2 separate regions of the Mus musculus genome follow, and region 2 is linked to region 1. The links are chromatin contacts, called in public Hi-C maps. All regions are on one chromosome and are shown on one strand. The core of a region is the stretch at or near the end of the contact, and the rest is flanking DNA. Distances in the headings are between cores, read along the strand shown. Region 1 overlaps Grk5 (G protein-coupled receptor kinase 5). Region 2 overlaps Grk5 (G protein-coupled receptor kinase 5).

Region 1 (7,777 bases), core at 3,614-6,113:
ATACAATTTGCTAAACGCATGAAATTCAAGAAGAATGAAGACCAAAGTGTGGACACTGCCCCTTCTTAGAAATGGGAACAAAACACCCATGGAAGGAGTTAGAGACAAAATTTGGAGCTGTGATGAAAGTGATTGCCATATGCAGGGATCCATCCCATAATCAGCTTCCAAACGCTGACACCATTGCATACACTAGCAAGATTTTGCTGAAAGGACCCAGATATAGCTGTCTCTTGTGAGACTATGCCGGGGCCTAGCAAACACAGAAGTGGATGTTCACAGTCAGCTATTGGATGGGTCACACGGCCCCCAATGGAGGAGCTAGAGAAATTACCCAAGGAGCTAAAGGGAACTGCAACCCTATAGGTGGAACGACAATATGAACTAACCAGTACCCCAGAGCTCTTGTCTCTAGCTGCATATGTATCAAAAGATGCCTAGTAGGCCATCACTGCAAAGAGAGGCCCATTGGACTTGCAAACTTTATATGCCCCGGTACAGGGGAACGCTAGGGCCAAAAAGGGGGAGTGGGTGGGTAGGGGAGTGGGGGGGAGGGTATGGGGGACTTTTGGGATAGCATTGAAAATGTAAACGAGGAAAATACCTAATTAAAAAAAAAGGCAACCAAAGGAAACTTAAATTTGTATTTATGATTATAAATGTGGATCATATAGTGAGATGTTTTATTAGAGCTGGGCTAACTTATAAGAATTAGGATTTTAAACTCTTGAAGTCTCAGTATAACCGTGGTATAATAAAGGGAGGAAATCTGAAGCATTAGGAATGCTAACAGCTCACAGCTTGTTCTTGGTGTAAGAAAACAAATACCCAACAATGATTGGCTCTTTCCCCGAGTACCTGAGTGCACTGAACCTTCTCCATGATTTCTGTTACTCTTACAGTCCTGAGTGGCAAAAGTCCGCCAGCTAGTAAAAGGCTGAGCTTACTGAAGAAGCAGCACTCACCCAGCAGCAGTGGGCTCTACTCACGTATTGCTTACCTGGGTGTGCAGGGATGCTCATGTCTGTTCTGCTAGAGACACATAGTGCCCTTCAGGTGCTCATTCTGAGGTCCTCGAAACTTGTAGAAAGAGCAGTTTCTTTAGAGAGAGATGTTTGGCAACTCTCTCTCTCCCTCTTTTCCCCTTCCCTCCCTTCCTCTACTCTCCCCTCCCTTCCTGTTTCCTCCCTTCTTTACATCTTTCTCTATGTTTTGTTGTTGTTATCTCTTTTTGAAAAAATCTGGAAAGCTTGATCTAGAGCATGATGTGAACCCTAGTGTTGCTGTGCAGCCCTGCCTTCTCCATCAGACATGGTAGAAAGGCTTGCCATTGCCTGGTGCAAGGGGCAGCTCACCATTCTCTACCTGAGCCTTTCAGTGGGGACACAGAAATTGTCTCTGTCTTCCCCTTGTTCTTTCAGTGGAAGGGGATAGTGAGACTTCTCTACCAAGTTTGAACCAACTGAGAGAACTTTCTAGAGTCCAAGGATAAGCATCATTACTGTGTCTTTTTCTTTTTAACAAAGAAGTTGTTAAGTATTTACATTTTTATACCTCATATTGGATGTCCCAACCTCACAGCTACCCACTATGTCCTTGTGAGTATAGGATGTGGGACACTGGTACTTACTCAGGTAATTGAGGAACAGTGAGAAAAAGATGCTGATGTGGATCAAGCACTCACAAGGGTGGACATGAGACACGAGAAGTAGTGGGCTATATTACCAGTGCCTGCCTGACTTCCGTGACATTTCTAGCAGTGTTGGGACAGATCTGAACATCCTGATAATGGAGTGCGTGTGGTTAGAGTGTGTGGTGGTAGTGGTGGAGTAAGGATTTGGTTAATTAAAAACATGGATCAACTTGTAATCAGAATATTTAGTTGTCTCATAGCAGCTCTGAGCCCTCAGTTCTGTCATTTACAAATAGCTTTACTAAATAAGGATGGAATTATAATAGGGATGCTGGTGATAATGATAATGGTGATCATTGCAATGAAGATGATGGTGGTAGTGATGATGATGGTGGTGGAGGTGGTATTGGAGATGGTGTTATTGCTAGTCAAGAGGGATGCTGGTGATAATGGAGGTAGTTATGTCTGGGATAGCTATGATGAAGATGGGGGTGATGTTGACTACCACATTGAGTGGCACTTATATTGTGCCAGTATATTGTGCCAGGTACTTTGAACTTGAGGTGCTGGTTTTTAACACAACAAATCAAAGTGGTAACAGTTTTTTTCCTGTGTAAATGCAGGAAAAAACACAGAGTGAGTTAGCAATGCTAGGCTCAGCACAGTGGCACTGTTTATATTGCAGTTAAGATGCTGTAAGCTGATGTGTAACATCATGACTGCCACCCAAGGATGCATCCTCCAGTGCTAGCTCTGTCCTTGGGTAAGAGTTTCCCAAGGGGCCTTCCTCAGCTGTGCATTTCTTCCAAGTTGTGCCAGATACTTTTCTCAGGCTTAGTTGCTGGTGCTAAGGAGGCCTGTCTCCTTGTCCCCATGGTGACTGGTAACCAGGCCTTGTGTTGGTTTTGGTTTTTCTAATTTGAGGTTGTGGGATCCCCTGGTTGTGGCTGAGGTTTTTCTGCTCCTGAAACCCCAACTGTGGTGTGGCCATGAGGTGGGGCCTAGAGATGCTGGAACCTGCTACAGACCACAGACCCCACATGCCCTGGGCAGTACACCATGCCTCTTCATGCTCTAGTCTGGAAGTTTTGGATTCTTCTAGCTGGAAACTGCGGTACCATGGAATTTTTTTTGGTTAGAACTGTGTGTCTTCATCTCACCACATCCAGTTCTGCAGAGGCAAGGACTGCTGGGAGGCCTAGGATGTGCTGAGACTCCTGGTCCCACCACAGCTTCTGCCTGATCATTGAGATCGTCTGTTACAACAGAAGCCCCTAATAAAAGTGCCAATAAAAGAGCAGACTATTAGGCAGACCAATTGGCCTAAAAATAGTCTGTTTTGAGTCTGTTTTGCCTATAGTTCTTCTGACTTCTCTCTCTGCCCACCTCATCCCTGTCTTACCTAGTTTTGTCAGGCTGCTCCATGGCCTGATTCTTCATCTCTCAGACTGTCAAGAATATCAGTGGAGTGTGAATGACCCAATCTTATGTGACCTTGGGCTCTTCCTGAGTCTCTGAGCTGGCTCTTCCAGGTACCTAGGGTTGGCTCTGCCATGTGGTAGGATCAGGGTTAGATAGGAAGCTGCTCTGTGTTCCTAGAACTCTCTACTTCTTTATCCTGCCCATCTCTGGAGTTGTATATCTAGCTGGGAAGTCCCCAAACACTCAGACACCAAGACCCAAGATGGTGTTTGTAAATGAGAATAATCCCCTTAAGTTTATAGGTATGACTAGTTGGTTCCCAGTTGGTGGAGATAGTTGGGAAGAATTAGGAGGTGTGGCCTTGTTAGACTTGCAACATTCTCCATGTGCTTTCTCTGCCTCATGCTTGCGGATCAAGATGTGAGCTCTCAGCTGTTCTTCACACCTTTGCTCTGCAGTCATGATCTTTAACACTCTGAAACTAAGTCTAGTTAAATGCTCTCTTTATAAGCTCCCTCGGTCATGGTGTTTTATCATAGCAATAGAAGAGTAACTAAGACAAAGGCCATGTCTCTTCAGTATTCCTGCTTGTCCTTGACTAAAGGAGAATGGACTTTAGTTATCCAGAGTCCATGGCTTATACTTACTTAGGGACTGTGGTACATGCATGCTTTAGGCAGCCCTTTCTGTGAGGGTTTCTTCTAGATACATTCATCTGGGATAGTAATGGTATATGGGGTAGATGAATCCTTAGAACTCACCTGAATGTAAAGACCTAAGTAGAGTCTAACCACACACACTTCTCAGGCAGCATTGTAGCATCACTATCTAGGTGTTGGCTGGGAGCAGGTGGGTAATTGGCCTTTTGAGCCTGGAAATACAACAGAGCGACCTATAACACAGCATTAAGGCATGTAAGAACCTCTCAGACCATGGCCAGAGTATATTGAGAATATCTCTGATTTCTACAGCTTTCCTATATGTTATTTAGTTTGCATAATAGAAGGGCTCACCTTGATGAGAATCTATAACAAACTGGTCACTTGCATAGACATAACATAGACCTTACCAAACCATAGGCCTTTAATCTGTAGGGGGGTGCTTCCAGGAAGTCTAAGGTCTGTGTACACTAGGTCTCTATCAGCAGTATTCCAAAAAAACTTTGGAGGATGAGCAAATGGCTTCGGTGGCTCCCATGCCCCCTCGAGTCATACCTGCCACCACTAGTACCTTTGTTCTAACTTGCTTGCATGGCCTCCTTTCCATTCACGGTGATGGGACCTATCAGACTGTTGCAGACTCCAGGCAAGAGCATGATGCGTGGCCTCAAGAGAGAAGAAGAGCCAGCCAGTCAGATTTCCTCAGGGACATTATAACCAGCACAGGAAGATAGAAAGCTGGTGAAAGGTCGTGAGAACTCTGTGGATTTAATAATGGCCAATTATCATGTGATGCAAGGCAGACAAGACACAGACAAATGGGATAGTTTTCATGGCAAGTCAGAGCCTTGATCACCAAATTTTGGAAGTGGGGGGATTATTTTCAGTAGACATGTTCAAACTCCTGTGTGTTTCTATAGATCCTATTTAGAAGTAGACTGTGTGATGAGAAATCAGAGAACAAGAAAGTTTCTAAGAAGTGCAAGCACTTATCCCATATCCCTGGTGCTGCTCAAGAACTTTGCATCAGACTCACAGGCTCCTAGTCCCTCTGAGTTGAGCATTGGAAGCGTCCTTGGGCTGCTGCTTCAACAAGTGCTGTAATAACAACAGAAGAGCAAGAAGAAAGCTATCCGCAAAGCTTTCTCTAGCTTCCCCTTTCACTCATTTCTTAAAAGAGGAAATGAGCATCAGTCTTATAGTGTCACTTGAGCCTTTGCTGGAGTTGTGACACAAACTCTGATGATTTGAGAGTCTTTCCTTTCTGTGACTCTATTTTTTCATCTGCAAAATGGATTCAATAATTAGGATCTATCTATCACTAGGGTTATATGAAGAGTAAAAGAGGATACCATGTTCCCTGGCCCTGAGTGTGTAAGAAACACCACATATCTTTAACTTCTAAATTAAATAGCTGAGTTTGGTGGCACAATCATTCAGGAGGCAGAATGAAGCCCATCTATCTCTTTAAATTCAAGGCCAACCCACAGAGAGTTCCAGGCACCCCAGGGTTACATAGTAAGGCTCTGTCTAAAAGGCAATAAAAGTAAAAGAGACATAAAGGCTAACTGTTATTACTTGGCAAGTCCTGTATAATATTCACTGCTGAGGCATACTTTCCCATGGAAGGGTTCTTGATTTTGTTGGTTCCCTCCTTCCTCCTACCATTCCCTAATCAGAGGAAGAGGAGATGATTACTTGGTGGCTAAGAAAGCAAAAACAAGAAGGTGGCATTTGATAAAAAGTGCTTCCAGAAACTGCACCATGAAGAACCTGGAAGGACACTGAGGCTCCTGGGTCCAGAAACACACATACTTTCTTAGTGTGCTCCCTCCCAGGCTTTGCCCCTGTACTCCTTCCCATTCAGGCTTAAGGCCTATCCTCTTGGTCCTTTGTGGCTTTCTTTCCTTAGAGCCATAAGCGAGCATAGTTCAACTGGCATCTCAGCCCTACATCTTGTCCCTTATTTGTAGTGGGAGCCATCCTGCCCATCTCTAAGCCATCCTCCTTCTGAGGCTACCCATTCCCATGCTTCCTCTCCAGCTCTGACCACTACTCTCTGGTAGTTCATCGAGCTTTAATGCTTGGAATGAGCTGTAACCTTCATAGTGACAGAGACTGGGTTGTCTTTATAGGCTGTAAGAATACAGTGGAGAAGCCAATAAAGACAGAGACTCAAGGCTGCTTGAATCCTTAGATGACTATGAGCTAGTGCTTGCAGTTGTGACAGTGTTGGTTTGGTGAGCTTCTCTCACTAAGTACAGGATTTTGATCTGTGAGTGAGACTCAAGGTACAGCTAGTACATAGGCCTACAGTAAAAGAGAGGTTGTCATTAATTCCACAAGCAATCATTTCTTTTCCTGCTAAGTAGCCATGAAGAAAGCTTGCAGTTAACAAGTATTGTGTTAACCACATCATTGTCTCCCTTTACCCCTTTAAGGAGGCTGAGTGCCAGACAGGGCTCTGCTTTTCAAAGGCATTATGAAAAGTGGCTGTTGGAACTATACTAAGAGTCCAGGTGTGACTTTGGCAGATAGAGGGGTAGGAAAGGTAAAGACTAGAGCCTGAAAGAAATATGTGCCTGAGATAAAGCACACATTCACATCTAATCAGCAGCCACTGAGTATTTACCATGGGCTAAGAGAGAATGGCAGAAAATGCAAGACCAGGTATCTTAGGGTTTCATTGCTGTGAAGAGACACTATGACTGTGGCAACTTTTAAAAGGACAGCATTTAATTGGGGCTGGCTTACAGGTTCTCAAGTTCAGTCTATTATCATCAAGGTGGGAGCATGGCAGCATCCAGGCAGTCATAGTGCAGGAGGAGCTGAGAGTGCTACATCTTCATCCAAAGGCCTCTAGGAGAAGACTGGCTTCCAAGCAGCTAGGATGAGGTTCTTAAAGCCCATGCCCACAGTGAAATACTTCCTCCACCAAGGCCATATCTCCAAACCATCACACTAGGTCTCTGCTACTATATGTCTACTATCAGTAAAGGCAAGCTCACCAATTTCTTAAAACACTTTTTATACACTGAGTACAGGTCTGACTGTTAGTGGTCATTCACATGCAGTGCTCAAATGAGTCAATGGAAATGTGCTGAGAGAATAGATGAATGATCATAAGCTGATATGTATGTTCAAGAGACAGACTGAGCAACCAACTAAAGCTCTGTTGAACCATATGGATAAGGTGATATCCTTTAGCTGACCAAGTCAGGATGGTGATACAAGCTGAGACTGGAAGTAAGGGTGAAGAACATTAAGAAAAGTAGGAAGGGGGTATTCCTGGCAGAGCAGTGCAAAGGCTCTGAAAGCAGTGGTCCAGAGAGAAATAAAGCGAGGCAGAAGATGATCAGGATTGAATGTGACCAAGGAAAATGATCTGAGCCTCTGGGTTCCCAGGTGGTTAAGCCTGGGGAAATAACTAGCTGTTACTGCTGGGTCCTGACTGGGCCCTTTGAAGCAGAGAGGTAGGATATACGGTTCTAGCCCCTTGTAAGCCTGACAACCCACTAAAGTAGGGCAGCAGGCCTAGGGGCAACTGTGGCCAGGATGATGGAAGAATTTGTGCAGTAGCAGGATTGGGCATAGCTTGTCTATATCTTATGATACAGAGAAATAAGCTAGGTGGTAGTGGTGTGCATCTTTAATCCCAGAACTTGGGAGGTAGAGGCAATCTGATTTTTATGAGTTCAAGGACAGCATATTCTATAGCACTGAGTTCCAGGATAGCCAGGACTTGTTTAGCCTAGAGAAATCTTGTCTCAAAAAAAACCCAAACCAACCAATCAGTCAAAGAAACAAACAAACAAAACAGACCAAAATAAAAAAATCCAAAAATCAAGTTCTATTGAAACAATAAAAAATGTTAACACTTTCAGTCATTAAATATGTAATTTAGGGGGCTCAGCAGTTAAGATCACTGACTGGCTCTTCCGCAGGTCCCGAGTTCAAATCCCAGCAACCACATGGTAGCTCACAACCATCCATAATGAGATCTGATGCCCTCTTCTGAGGTGTCTGAAGACAGCTACAATGTAATTACATATAATCAATCAAT
Region 2 (7,777 bases), core at 3,391-5,890, 100 kb after region 1:
ATTGTGTGTAGAGAGGAATGGGGAGCACAGGGTCCTGTGGGAGGCTACAGTGTGTTCTAGTAACTACTCACACTGAAGCCCCACAAGGGGCAGTCCATCGCTGGTACTCACATACTATCTTTTCTGTCAGATACCACAGAACTGGCGGCCATCTAAGCTACTCAGGCCCTACAGGCATTTATGGACAAAGGCACGTGTTCCTTCCTGAGTATGAAATGTAGCCATCACCCTGCCTAGAAGGTGTGGCGGAGATAGAAGTAGAACTCTCAGTGTGATGCTGCCTGGGTCTTGGGGAACACACTCTGAGTTCAGATCCCAGACCAGGCACCACCCTTCTCATTTCTCCATCTCTTTGAAGGGGAAAAAACAAACCACCTCCAAAGACCAATCAGGAAGGCAGGGAGTGGCTTCCCAAATTGCTTTACAATTTTTTCCCCTTAAGCAAATTGTTGCAAAATGTCAAGAACCTCATATTTTTCCTATGAAGCAATCACTGAAACAGCCAGGACATTTTAAACTCTGTGACCTCAGCCTTCCCGGAAGCTCATTGGGGCATTAAATGTTGTAAGTCGGCCAGTGGCCCGCCTTGTCCAAGCATCTTTATTAATATTCTCCTCTTTATGTGTAATTTCTACACATCTTACTTACACTTTTTCAGGGTTACATGGTTACCCTGAGAAAGTAGGCTGATGTCACATCTTCATTGGACAGAAGCCTAGAAAGTCTGTGGCCCTGACCAGGGTGCCCACATGACCACAGGAACCCATTAACCCTACTCTCCCCAACAGGCCACATAAGGATCTCAGACCTCGGACTGGCCGTGAAGATCCCCGAGGGAGACCTTATCCGTGGCCGGGTAGGCACTGTTGGCTACATGGGTGAGTAATAACTTATGCCTATCACACACTGAGCCTCCCCAAGAGCACCTATTTCTAAATCCCCCAGTCTTTGTTTTGCTGGTCAGAATTACTGTGCTGATCTTCCACAGAAATGCCTGGTGGGAGACCTCAGTCAGGTAGAGTGGTACACTAGGGCCAAAGGTGTGATCTAAACTGAGTTTTCTGTAGCCCCCAACCACAAGCCAACCTAGGTCTCAAAAACAAGCATCCTGGAAGTTTGGTGACCGGAGCCTGCCACTAGCATTTCTAAGGGAGCCCTTATTGAAGTAGGACCTACTTTGATAAAGTGTCATCCTTTTTGAGGAGACTCCTGAGAAGACCCTAGGGCATGTAGGGATCACCTGAAAGTTCTAAACTCAGTCCCAGTTGCCCTCTGCCCAGGCCTGCATCCACAGATGATGTGGGACATTCAATATATTATCTCTGTTTCTTGAGGGTCCAGACAACAAAACACTTGGCAACCTGTAGGATATGTGTATATGTGACTATGAGAATCCTGATAGTTAGATCTGATAGATCTGAGAGACATATAGAGAATAGATGGATGGGTGTTGGGTTCATCATAGCACAAAGGTTCTTGCACTCACAGATCTACAGAGAAACCAGGAATGCTAAGATTGTCTTTCCAGTAGGAAAGATGAAAAACCTGTTCTTCAATCCAGAAAGCAGAGAATTAGAAGTGATTAAGAGCCTGGTCATCTGCATTATCTGTTGAACCAGGTCATATCAAGCTCAGACAACCAGAACTAGGGGTAGCTAGAAATCTAAATGACTCTTATAGCCAGAAGTGTTCCCCACAAGCTCCCACAATCAGGATCAGAGGGAGCTAATAAGCCCAGATGACCTCTATGTTATCTGTTTGACTGAGACCAGGCCAGACCCTTAGGCCCTTAAGCTAGGACAGGTAGCCTACTTCTAGAACCTATCTCTGAGGTGAAGTTTCAATGTAATTATGCTTTCTTGTGCACTGATTGTATTACACCAGGAAACTTTTTTCCAAAATAAATACATAGGGAATAAACCACTTGTTCTTAGGCCCCCGAAGTCTGATCCAGGTTGATGAAGTCCAGCTATATCAGGTTTTCATTCTTATCTGTAAACATGGTTCACTTCCCTTATGACACCTACAAGGACCCTCTCAGATGGGGGATGGATGAATGGATGATGGATAAATGGATGGTGAATATATGGATCATGGAAGGACAGGTGGGCAGACATATAGATACAGATACACCTGTCCATGTACCTGCATGGAAATATGCTTACACAGTTGCATTGCTCTTCTTTGGACACAGTGCTTAATGATTTGTCTACATACAGACTCTGTCATGTGTCCACTGATGCATATCATGTGTCTACACTTTTCATTCTGGATGGCCTTAAGATACATCTTAAGTACCTTTTGTACATCTATGAGTCATTTTGTCAAAGTTGTAGTGAAGATAAAATAGGAGATTTTATTTTATGTGTATGGGCATTGTGCCTGCATGTATGTCTGTGTACCCTGTGTGTACTTAGTGCCCACAGAGGCCAGAAGAGTGTTGGATCTCCTGAAACTGGAGTCACCTGCTGTGTGGGTACTGGGAATTAAACCCAGGTCCTCTACAACAGCAATCAGTTTATGCTGCTAGCCACTGAGCCTTCTCTTCCATCTCGCCCCCCAAAAGATGATTCAAAGTCCATGTAGGTTCAATTTAATCTTTAATTTAGATGGGCATTCTTCTTCATTGAAATAAATATGTATGCAATATGTCCTGTGTTGGGAGCCATGCCTGTCACTGGGGACAAAGCAGTGAGAGCTATGTTGTGTGTTCTGTCTGAGGAGACGTGTCTATCCACCATAACCAGGGTTCTGAAGCCACCGTCAGAATTGGGCACAGTGAAGCACCATTAGGGAAGGCTTTCTCTGGACAAAGTGGTGTTTACATACCTGCTGGGTTGCAGTTGGAGATTGGAAGGAAGTAGCCCCAGCTTAAAACTCCAGTTTTTCTATGAGAGTGCTATACCCTTGGGTACTGCTGAGATGAGGAGCAGCACCGGAATGTGGCTGCATTCTGCTGCTAGTTGTCTACCACTCTCTTCCCTCCTGTTCTCAGCCCCAGAAGTTCTGAACAACCAGCGATATGGACTGAGCCCTGACTACTGGGGCCTGGGCTGCCTCATCTATGAGATGATTGAAGGCCAGTCACCATTTCGAGGTCGCAAGGAGAAGGTTAAGCGGGAAGAGGTGGATCGCCGGGTGCTGGAGACTGAGGAAGTGTATTCCTCCAAGTTCTCTGAAGAGGCCAAGTCCATCTGCAACATGGTAAGCTCCCGGTGAGCCAGATGCTGCTCATAGGTTGCTGCCCAGTGGTGCCTCCAGCCTCTGCCTACAACACCTGCATATTGGACAGGATACCCTGTGAATCAAGGAATATGGGTTGACGTGAACACCCATGAGTGTGTGTAGCTTTGTAGAAAAGTCAGCAAAGCATAAAGATGATAGCCCAAGTTGGTTCACAGGCAAGTTCCTGCCCTTGAACTTGGCCTCCTATTCCCTCCACTCTGGATTCTAGACACGGGGGACTGAGGACAAGGACTGCAAGAGAGGTGTTAAAGTCCTTGGAGTTGTTGAACATATTCTCAGTGTTCCATTCACTGTGTAGAACGGTGGTCCCAGCTCAAGTTCTGTATGGCAGCATGTGTGGATGGGCAGGACCTTCAAGTGAAGAGATTAGAGTGACTGGAGTGTGTTGGGGCCAGGTGTGGATACTGGACAGCTAAAGAGGAAGGAGTGATAGGGGCTGTAAGGTTCCCTCAGCCAAGGTGGACACTGTTCCATAGCTGGTCCTTAGGCCCTTCCTTGGGTTTGGTATGGAGTCAGCTACTTCCTGCTCTTGCCTGGCTCTCAGTCTCCTAAGACTCACCACAGGAAGATGCCCTCTGATGCTTTCTGTCCTCAAGTGCCTAGATACACACACTTGTAAGCCAATGTGGCAAAGTACCTTCCTCTGGAGCCATACTACACCCTGAGCAGCAAAGAAGAGAGCAGAGAGCAGAGGCCTGAAAGGGGCCTCTCCTCTCATTCCTGAGTCCCCAAGTAGCCCTGGGAAGGTTCAAGGGAACACATACCAGTAGCTCAGGGTAGAGCTTAGAGAAGACCAAGACTAGAAACTTGAAGTAACTAAGCTTCTACATTCAGAGGACCAGGGATCCCTGGGGGCTTGGCTACTTCAACCACCCCTGCTTGGCCACTTCTGTGTATAGAGCTGTGGTAAGGATGTGGGGCTGGATCTGCCCTCTGATCATATCTAAAAGAGGAAGTGTTCCTCTGCTACTGACATGTGTCAAAGACATGATGAAGAAGGTATGTAACATGTAGACCACAACCCCACAACCTGTTAACCAGTCTCAAAGAAGCACTGTCACAGCGGTGCAGTCGGGATGAGGTAGTGGAGAGATAGACAGCAGGGGTTAGGGATGTGGAGAGATGGCTGCCAGTGGTACTTGTTATGTCATGGTCAGCTGTCTGCGTGATGTAACAAGACTATAAGAGGCATCACATTCTTAGGTCAGGAGTCCCAAAAAGCCTGTCTCAAGAAACATCAATAGGGACATGGACATACTGAGAGAATGGAGCAAACATGATCTCTGCTTCTAACCACTACCACTATCACCACCTCTCCACTTCCCCACAAACCTCCATTTCAACCTCAGGTTTTGTGAGCTGAAGCTCTTGCTGTAACCAGGACCAAAGCTGTCCCTCTCCTGCCCCCTTGTGGCCACCGAGGGAAATGTGTTGGCTGAAAAGTGCCAAATGATTGTACACATGAAAGTACCTCCAGAAACCTCAAGCCTTGCTCTGTCTTCTCTTGGGGTCTTGGATTCTGGTCTGGACTTTGTAAGCCACAGCATCTCAGTCTGGCCACTCTGCTCTTATCCCTTTAGCAGGTGCTGACTCAGGCTACTGCAATACCTGACCTATAAACCATAGAGGCAGCTACACAATCAGCAGGGAAGTTGTTCTCCATTCCATCTTGGCAGCCATGCCCCTTGAGAGAGATGTCCACACACCCAGCTTTCCTGTCCCTTGGATCTAATGCTGAATCTGAGGCTCCTGCTGTGCCCCATCGCTGTAGCTTCTCCACACTCCCTTGAGTCCTTCACCATTTGACTCTCCCAGTCATTCCAGATCATATGTGGTCCCCCACATACAGGGAACTTACTCTGTCTTCTCCCACTGCACCCACACCTTCTCTCTTGATAATGTACGCCTGATACCATCCCTGACACCATATAGGTGGGTGTTCTATTCCACCTGTGTGGTATATTTTAGAAATAGACAAATACTAACTTAATAACCAAGCTTTTCAGATGAAGATATTTTATCCTAAAACCCTGATTTTCTATCACTTCTTTTGGAAAGCAGAAGTGTCGTTTACATACCATTCCTTCCTGGTAGAAGCTGATAAGCAACCCAGCCCTACCTCATCCTTTTTTTTTTCATCTTCTTATCCTTGATGATCCGGCCATCTGCCAGCACAGTAGACTCTAGGGGGCTGCATTAACAGGCTCAGCTACTGCACATTCTTGCTTCTTTGGTGTTTCTTGGAATGGATGGAGCATGGCCCAGTTACTTATGTCTAGAATAGAGAAACTTGGGGCCAGAGAGATGGCTCAGCAGGTAAAGCATTTTTTAATGCAATCCTGGTGATCTGAGTTCAAGTCCTGGAACCTCTGTGACAGGTAGAGGGACAAAGCTGACTCTACAAAGTTGTCCTCTGATCTCCATACAAATGCTGTGGCACATACATCGACACACAATAAGTGAACAATATAAAAAATACAATAAAATAGAAAAGAGAAGCCCAGAGGGTAGGCTCTAACCTGAGCCACCAGCCTGAGAGTATACACAGGGCAACTGAAAGCATGACAAAGATATGATCTGATCCTGTCCTTGCTGATGCTTCAGTTCTTCTAACTGGGGAGACATCCTCCTCCAGACTGAGTTTTAGGGGGTGGCACTGGGGAGGCTAGAGCTACAGTCACAGATGTTCCTTTGTCCTTCTGGCCTATGGGCAGATGGAAAGGCCCAGTCATATGACCTCACGAGACTCTCTTGTCACAGCTGCTCACCAAAGACTCGAAGCAGAGGCTGGGCTGCCAGGAGGAGGGGGCCGCCGAGGTCAAGAGGCACCCTTTCTTCAGGAACATGAACTTTAAGCGCCTGGAGGCTGGGATGTTGGACCCTCCCTTCGTTCCAGATGTGAGTAGCCACTATTGCTCCTAGGAGCTCTAAAGTCATCTCTCCAAGCTGTGTTTTCTATCAGACCCTGAGTTTTGCCTCACACAGTGCCTCAAATCAGCTAACCCATCTGGACTACCAAAGATTGCTCACTGCTCCTTCCTATACTCGACTACTTTGTGGCAGTGTTACAGGTCTCAGTGTCAGAATATGTACAGATGGGGTGTGAACTGGTTGTTCAGAGATTTAGGTACTCTCTCCAGAATAGGGCACCTAGACAACCTTCAGGTCCTTTTCTGTCCAGTGAAGTCCAAGACACCTCCCCTTTCTGAATCTGCCAGATATGTTATATTGAAGGTTGAAATGAGACCAAAATGGAAAATGAGTATTGAGGACCATCTCAGTTTAACTGAGCATCTACTGTCCGGTTCAATTAGGATTCTCCTTGGAGACACTCCACTGGGTCTGTATAACCCACGTTCACACTCACAAAGGAGCCCCACCCAGCAAGGTCTTTTTATGCTTCTATACTTTAAGTCCCAGCAGATTAAGGATCCTTGTTGGGGCCTTGGGGATGGAGCCAAGAACTGTGGACACTACAGAAACATTGGAGATGGGAACTAGCTTGTGTTAGCTCATGAAAGTTGACAGATGTGGTACACATCTCTTCTCAGCCCCCTTCTCAGACACCTCAGGACAAGTGCCTTCAGTAGATCAAGATGGGAGTGTTGACACCTTAACAACTGGAGAATATTACAAAGCAGAACTTTCCAAGACCCCTCTCCCAGAACCATTTGTTAACATTTGTGTGCACAGCACTGAGGAAGTAAGGAACACTCCTTGCATCTTTGGTGTTCTCCTATAAGTGAAGGTTCCCTGATCATCTGGGTAGGGATGGCAGCAGCAGATGTGGGGAGCCAGGACTAGCTACTGGATGCTGAACAGTGTCTATGGTCACCCACTGGAGACCTCTGTAGCCAGATGTGGCATCCACATCATAGGTCCAACCAGGGATAAAAAAATTTTTTTGACATTAAAAAGATTAAATCAGTAAGTACTACAAACCCCACATGAGAGAAAGTTCACAGTTGATTTGGAAATCATGGCAGTGACTCTCAAAATGGTTGCCCATTTGGAATCATCTAGGGAGTAAGAAAAGTACTTATCCTGGTTTGGGGATGTAGCTCAATTGGTAGAATGTTTCCCTAGTATGAATGGAGTACTGAGTTTGATCTCTAGGGGTGATAGTACACATCTGTAATCCCAGCACTTAGGAAGTGGAAGCAGAAGGATCAGAAATTCAAAATCATCCTTAGATGTACAGCCTGTCTGAGATGTTAGCCTGGACTACACAAGACCCTATCTCAAAAATGGGGAGAACAGCTGAGAAGATAACTCATCAATAAAATCCTTGCTTGCATTGCTATCCTCAAAACCCACATGAGAATCTCTGGGGCTCCAAACCAATTAGAGGCCTGTCTCAAAAGGAAGTGTATGGTGTTCCTAAGGATGGCACCCAAAATTGTCCCTGATCCCACAAGAAGTACTAATCTTATACCCAGGTCTCAAGTGGTCTTGGACCAAGCTTGGTCCATCAGAATTTTTCAAATTTTGTTTGTTGTTTGGTAGGTATTTTTAAGTTTGTTTAGAGCTG

What was found. A called contact is a pair of places that touch in the nucleus more often than the background predicts.
Region 2: a Hi-C map of pre-pro-B cells shows a contact between it and region 1, with 4 times the contacts expected there. The contact joins two enhancer-like sites. A contact is called at or near these places in 5 of 39 promoter capture datasets (the 3T3-L1 cell line, 3T3-L1-derived adipocytes, the C10 cell line and 1 more), 2 of 15 datasets of contacts at CTCF or cohesin (CD8 T cells and pro-B cells), 8 of 484 Hi-C or Micro-C datasets (the HL-1 cell line, Th1 cells, bone marrow-derived dendritic cells and 5 more) and 3 of 115 datasets of contacts at active chromatin or transcription factors (embryonic stem cells, fibro-adipogenic progenitors and heart atrium).

The regions. Positions count from the first base shown.
Region 1 is chr19:60,977,233-60,985,009 of GRCm38.p6, forward strand. The region is part of intron 1 of Grk5 (G protein-coupled receptor kinase 5); the gene reads left to right. Among named protein-coding and RNA genes, the nearest start is that of Gm22520, 32 kb to the right of the region's middle. Within about 2 kb of position 4,864, at least 26 of the 459 cell types and tissues checked have an H3K27ac peak or open chromatin away from gene starts, as enhancers often do. A contact at or near this core is called in pre-pro-B cells and pro-B cells, where this site is marked.
Region 2 is chr19:61,080,066-61,087,842 of GRCm38.p6, forward strand. Grk5 (G protein-coupled receptor kinase 5) reads left to right here. Exons shown (of 16, transcript NM_018869.3): 11 at 789-878; 12 at 2,996-3,204; 13 at 6,007-6,144. It also overlaps a transcript of Zfp950 not described here. Among named protein-coding and RNA genes, the nearest start is that of Zfp950, 57 kb to the right of the region's middle. Within about 2 kb of position 4,641, at least 120 of the 459 cell types and tissues checked have an H3K27ac peak or open chromatin away from gene starts, as enhancers often do. A contact at or near this core is called in pre-pro-B cells and pro-B cells, where this site is marked.